2 separate regions of the Choristoneura fumiferana genome follow, and region 1 is linked to region 2. The links are chromatin contacts, called in public Hi-C maps. All regions are on one chromosome and are shown on one strand. The core of a region is the stretch at or near the end of the contact, and the rest is flanking DNA. Distances in the headings are between cores, read along the strand shown. Region 1 holds the start of Sf3b3 (splicing factor 3b subunit 3). Region 2 holds the start of LOC141430587 (10 kDa heat shock protein, mitochondrial).

Region 1 (3,660 bases), core at 327-2,826, 180 kb after region 2:
ACTATTTCCATAATTTACTTAATACTGGCCGTTTTGCTGTCAATGTGTGATTTTACTCTAAAAGGGCATTTCTATCTACCGTTGTACCCTGAGTTGTCTCCGATTTCAACAAAATTTGGAAGGTAGACTCAGTCCATGATTCCGAGCTGGAAAAACAGGGTCGCCAGACGTGTCCCCAAAATATTGTATGGATTTTTCCGTTTTGTTACACATTTTTCTTAATAATTTTCGTAACAAATCGGACACGGGTACAAACGGTAGATAGAAATGCCCAACAACGTTAAAGCGCAATGACAAATACAAATCATGAGTGTTAGAAATGAAGTAAAATTACTGACTAACTTTTAAAATAATGAAGTTATTCAAAAATAAATGCAATCAACTAACTTAAAATGAATAAAATATTTTTGGGGTGTCTGAGGTTTTCAGTTACTTAAACCACCTTGTATACACCTAACCGTAAGGAAAGAAATTACTTCAAGAGAACAAAGAAAGAAATTATTATTTTATTTTACAAACATAACACATTTATTTATTTACTAACAAAATTAAATATCTGTAAGAAATGTCTAACAGTCTAATATCTTTAGACGAGCAATTCTTGTACTTATAGCACTTGTAATCTCGGAAACTGCTCCAACGATTTCGATTAAATTTGGTATGGGCTTTTCGGGGATGAAAATCGATCTAGCTTGGTCTTATTTCTGGGAAAACGCTTGGTAATGAGCTTAAAGCCAGAGCGGCGCTCGGTCGCCCAGGTACTATAACATAATAACTCGCGACGTCCTCAAGGCACAACGATGGTGTTCCGTCGAATCGATCGTGTGTATCGTATTCGTATCTCCTTCACATCAGCAGGGCTACTACGAAACTCGAAGTTCGTGTCGTGCGGTCCCTCTGACACTTATACTATTTAATACGAGAGCTAGAGGGACGGTACGATACGAACTTCGAGTTTCGAGTTTCATAGTAGCCCTGCAGACATCTTATCGCTAGTAAAAGTTAGTGGCATTAGTTGGGTTTTAGACGCATCAAAATATGAATCAGTAACGTTCCTTTGTATTTTCTTTCACCGAAAAGCTCATAATAAATTTAAAACGTTAATTCACATAAAATTAGGCTACTTTCAGACTTCAGATGGCAAGCGCTTAACGCGCGTTTTGATAACGCGAGTTTACAACTACATGGTTGAGAGATCAGATCATAATAATAAGTCAATAGGCCGGATTTGGTCTTAATAGAATTAACTTAACAAAAGTTAGTTTTAGCTAGCATATGCTAGCATTATGAAGAAAAATACAATCTGCTCAAAAAACTATTCTCCATATCTCCATTCAATCACAGAACACAATATTTCACGATGTGCTGCCATCTAGTAATGAGATAGGTAAACTGTATTCGTTCTTAGCTTTAGTGCCATCTTGTGTATAATAGCAGTACCAGAATGATGAAAAACTAGACTACTAACTGTAAGAGTATTTCTACTCGCCACAAGATGGGGCTGCTTAACAAACTTTATAAATTTTTGATTACATGGCAACACACTTGGTATAAAAGTCTCCGCCATGATGGAAAATGCTTCTATTTGATTGGTCAGCGGTCGTGTCAGTTCATTCATAGTTCCCGAGCTAGAATCGATGGCGCATTATTCGGCCGCCATTTTGCGGTCGTGTGCTTGTAGAGGAGGCACCAACGACTTTGAAATATACATCAAGCCGCATTGCGGCAATCATTTGCAGATTTATTCAGGTAAACGCTTAATATCTATTATTTTCATTTTGATTTAGGTTTGTGATGAATATTTGCACTTGGTATCTCCGCGATTGATTAATATCTTTCGTGGTCGTTAAGGGTGCAATATCAAACTATGCTCACCCATTCGAAAACATAAGTTTACCTTCGTTTTCGTCAGTTACGAGCTCAACATTGTATCTTAACATAATACGTGAAGACGATCTCTCGATTACACGTGTTAAATTTACCCTTATTGTTTCAGGCTGAGGTCAATGATTCAAAATGTATTTGTATAATTTGACTCTACAAGGCTCTACAGCTATTACCCATGCGGTGCATGGGAACTTCTCGGGCACGAAGCAGCAGGAGATAGTGATTTCTCGTGGTAAAATCTTGGAGTTGCTGCGACCAGACCCGAACACCGGCAAAGTGCATACACTGCTGAAGATCGAAATTTTCGGCATTATCCGATCTATGATGTCATTTCGGCTTACTGGTGGCACAAAAGGTAAATGAACTTTGCAACCACGTGGGGCGTCCACTCGCCCTAAATTAGTACCTACCGAATTTAGATTCATTTCAATTCCTTTGCGGATCCTAGTATTCTCTGAACAATACTTTCTTTCTTACTATTTCTGGTGTGTATTGTATTTTTAGTTATTTTGCCATGCGGTTTAGGATGCCGTTTTTAGGTTAGGGTTCCGTACCCGAAGAACGGTATAAACGGATGGCCTGTTTTTAACCCCTGACGCAAAAAAGGGGTGTTATAAGTTTGACCGCTATGTGTCTGTCTGTCTGTCTGTAGCACCGTTGCGCTTAAACGGGTGGACCGATTTGAATGCTTTTTTTTTTTTTTTTTTAAATTTAAAATCAGGGCTTTTAGCAATGGTTCTTACACATGTTTCATCAAAATCGGTTCAGCCGTTTTTGAGATATTGATCTTTGAAGGAACAAAGTCGGGGGTTTTCCAAATTTTTGTTGGTTATTTCATTTGTGCTAAGAAACATGCATCGTCTTGCTCCATCTCTCTATAATACGAAAGATTGGGATAACTAGATGCATAGAGTATTTGCCATCGCGTCGCTCTTGGCAATCACAATGATTAGCTGGGATGTATGTAGTTTTGGCACATTTCTACCACTGCAAATTAGCTGGTCCCAATCATAAAAGTATAATCTTTTATTAATCTTTAAACTTGTTACAGATTATATTGTCATCGGCTCGGACTCTGGACGCATTGTGATCCTGGAGTATATCCCATCTAAAAATATCCTTGACAAAGTGCATCAAGAGACATTTGGAAAGTCTGGATGTCGCAGAATAGTGCCTGGACAGTACCTGGCCATTGACCCGAAAGGCAGAGCTGTTATGATAGGGGCTATAGAAAAACAGAAACTTGTGTACATTTTAAATAGAGATGCAGAAGCGAGATTGACCATCTCCTCTCCACTGGAAGCGCACAAGTCTAACACATTGGTGTATCATATGGTGGGAGTGGATGTAGGTTTTGAAAACCCAATGTTTGCTTGCCTTGAAATAGATTATGAAGAGGCAGACTCAGACCCTACAGGTAATTGTTGACAATTTATTTGTTATCTGTGCCAACATGGCATAAATATACTATTTCAAATCCACCCCTTATTCAATTATGAACATAAATAAAATGATTATTTTTTTGGTTGAGGTTTCATAATGGCTGTGATGTTAAATATTCCATTTATGATTATCTAACCAGTTTTTTTCCTACACTTGTTTATATTATGTGTTACTTTAATTGAAACATTTTCTACAGGTGAAGCTGCTCAGAAGACTCAACAGACTTTGACTTTCTACGAATTGGATTTGGGTCTTAACCATGTTGTGAGAAAATATTCAGAACCACTTGAAGAACATGCTAACTTTCTGATCACTGTGCCAGGAGGAAAT
Region 2 (3,148 bases), core at 255-2,754:
GAATGTGACGATGAGCACCCATGTGTTAATATTATACAATACAGTTAATACTTTCTGAATCAAAACCAATTAGCATTAGGTACAAATATTAAGAAGTGAGACATTGGTTGAGTACCACAAAATGTAATGTATAATTTTTTCTGCATGTGTACAACAAGTTCTACATTAGAGAGTACCCAGTCTGTTCGCCTCCATCCTGTGGTTATAAAGTCGTTTTTAACCCTCAACAAAATAATTCTCAGTTTTTTATTTGTGTAGTAAGAGATATAATTGAAGCAAAGTGCAAATGAATATAATTTTTAGCAGTGTTAACTTATTTCTACTAACAACACTATCGTAATGAAATTATAATGTACTGTGATAAATAAAATTTGAACTGAAACAACTTGTTTTCTTTATTCAGTTCCAGTGACTAGTTGGCAGCGCCAGCTCTACTTTTGTGCAAGTCTTTTGGCATCCTTTGAATGACTATTTCTTGCAGTGCCCTTTGAAAATGAAAATCAGAATTTACTCTTGGTGTCCCTCAATTAGCTACTTGGTCTTTTCTTTAGGCTGGCCCTGCTAACAGCTATGTAGGTATAATGTGTATATGGGAAAGTTAGGTGCAACAAAGTTGTTAGTGTTATTCACTGTTATTACATTCTAGTGTTATCTTCTCTACTAGGTGCTCTGTGCTTTGAAGTCCACAAGCGATTGATACAAATTCAGGTACTTGAATGTTTATGATCTAGAGCTTTAGCAAGGAAACTGGTATCACATGGTATGCCATGTTATTATTGACACTGCATTTGATTAAGCCACTTGTTTATTAATGTGTACCAGTTATGTTAATTTAAGTTGTAATTAATTGTAACAATTTGAAAGTAATGATGGGATTTGGAATTAAAACTTCAGAGACATTTTTGTAACAGTATTATAATAAGAAATGCAACGGAGACATTATGTCCGAGTTTCATCAGCAACCAACATATTACACAATCATATCTTGTTCATTCACTACGAGTTTCTAAAATATATAACTAACCAATTCGAACCACGTAAAATTTAAAGCTAGCACTAATTTAGTTATCGATCTTCGCCAGTATGTCGGACTCCCGGAAGAGGTGGTATTCCTTTTCTTCGTTATCGAGAGTAACTTTGGTACCGCCGTATTCAGGAAGGAGCACCCTGTCACCGACCTTCACCAACAGAGGGACGAAATCGCCATTGTCTTTCCTGGATCCTGGCCCCACAGCCACCACTTCTCCCTGCAGAACCTTGGACTGTGCCTTTTCGGGGATCACGATACCGCCTGCAGTCTTTGTTACCGCCTCAGCTCGTTTAATCAAAACGCGATCCAACAGGGGAATTAATCGCTTCGCTGCAGCTGCCATTTTTGTGCTTTCTTATAATGTCAGAAATGAAACAAGTGAAGTGCAGAAAAATTTTTTGGTTATCTTCTCGAATCTAGAAAATTCGGATTGGAAGCCGGCCCGGTGGATGAGCGAATGAACTTTGACGGGCGGAAGGAAATAGTTCACTCCTCATTCTCCATGTGTTTTATGGGTTGCCATTTCATATTTTATTGACATTTATCTAAACAATATTATTGAAATAAAGTTTTAATTAGGTTACAACAATAAAAACAAATATATATCATTAAATATCTGTAGAAGATTTTATAAATTACATTACTTTCAGAAGACATCTGCTGATGAGTAGCAAAACTAACTTTTTCCTAATAGTACTAAAAACTGACAACAGATGGCGGAATCAACGACAAAACTTTACGTCACTTATTTTACCAACAGATGGAGCTTACAATTCGTAAATTCAAATATGAGTTTGTATACATAGTAGTTAATTAATTGAGTAGATATTAAAGTAAGTAATGTAAAAGTAAAAGCGCAGCCTAGTTCAGAATCGAATCCATTAGGATTGGAACGAACGAAATTAGCCTACCTTCGTTGTTCGTAATCTGTTTATATCCACTAACAAAATAATGCAGTTTGTTTTACATACTTACTAGCTGATGGCCGCGACTGCGAAGAATTAGTTTTTCGCGCGCCCTTTCTTTTTTTTCAGGACAAAAGTTATCATGCGTTGATTTTTATAGAAACGTTTGATAAGGTAAACGTCCGAGTGCTCGACACGCTAATGCCCAAAAGATGGCACACTGTTGTCATTTCTTTCGCTAATGACATAAGATTAAAGATGCCAACTATTGGGACAGTGACGAACACTCATACGTTTACCTTATTTAAATTTGAAATGAAACATGAATCGATTGTTTCGGTCGCCGAAATCAAATGTTCCTAATAATCACACCACAAGTACAGTCAGTATCAGAAAATCTTGTATAGAAACATGTGAATGTGAATGCATAGTGCACATGAAGATACCAGCGACCAAAAAGTTCCACCTAGACCAGAGTAGGCGGAGGTCCAAGCAGTCCATATATTTGATGCTGGCCGGTACAGTCATGTCCGCATCATGCGCACTGCTGCGGCGCCGTGACCGCCTCTGGAATGTGCGCCGGCGCCGGCCAGTCTCGGGCACACCTGCGCGCTGGCCACTACACTCACACAACACCACGCACACACGCACAATAACCCGTGTACGTACACGGGCGCACACGCATGCGTGTGTCGCGCATCGCGATTTATGGCCGCCTTGATTATGCGGCAACATGAAAGAGGGTTATTGTTTACAGCGAAGGCTTTGTTGGTATTGTTCGGGTGACAGGTTCTACATTTTTAATGGCTGATCACGGTCTAATTCATATATCTATCGGTCTGGTTTAATATAAGACTACTAATTCTACTTTGCGTAGAATTTTCAGATACCTTTCTCTAAAAAAAACCAATAGACAACCACACAGGTATGTCACCCCTTAAAGAGCTGTTTCTATTTACTTTATTTTTTTAGTTGGTTGGCCTAGTACAATTTGTTGGTCTTAGAACGGTGCACCGTGGCGCCCTGATGCGCCATGGTAAGTTGCTAGTCATTGTGCCTACCCTTTTTCAGCCTGCTAGGCTCTTTGGCCCCAAACTGAAAAGTCTATGATCCCGCATGGACTAAACCATTTATTGGCACTGTAGACGATATAATCCTCTCCATGAAAATGTTTTCAACGGTTACTTAGATAGATATTTTGTAAAGGTTTTTT

Evidence for each region. Hi-C and Micro-C count contacts between places; a contact is called where the count stands out from the background.
Region 1: a Hi-C map of whole pupa shows a contact between it and region 2, with 8 times the contacts expected there. The contact joins the promoter of Sf3b3 here to the promoter of LOC141430587 in region 2. A contact is called at or near these places in 2 of 2 Hi-C or Micro-C datasets (both in whole pupa).

Annotation. Positions count from the first base shown.
Region 1 is chr8:14,400,170-14,403,829 of NRCan_CFum_1, forward strand. It overlaps Sf3b3 (splicing factor 3b subunit 3), which reads left to right and starts at 1,577. Exons shown (of 15, transcript XM_074091369.1): 1 at 1,577-1,749; 2 at 1,997-2,242; 3 at 2,939-3,304; 4 at 3,527-3,660. The coding sequence starts at 2,017.
Region 2 is chr8:14,220,409-14,223,556 of NRCan_CFum_1, forward strand. It overlaps LOC141430587 (10 kDa heat shock protein, mitochondrial), which reads right to left and starts at 1,505. Exons shown (of 1, transcript XM_074091363.1): 1 at 899-1,505. The coding sequence starts at 1,373. The coding sequence ends at 1,062.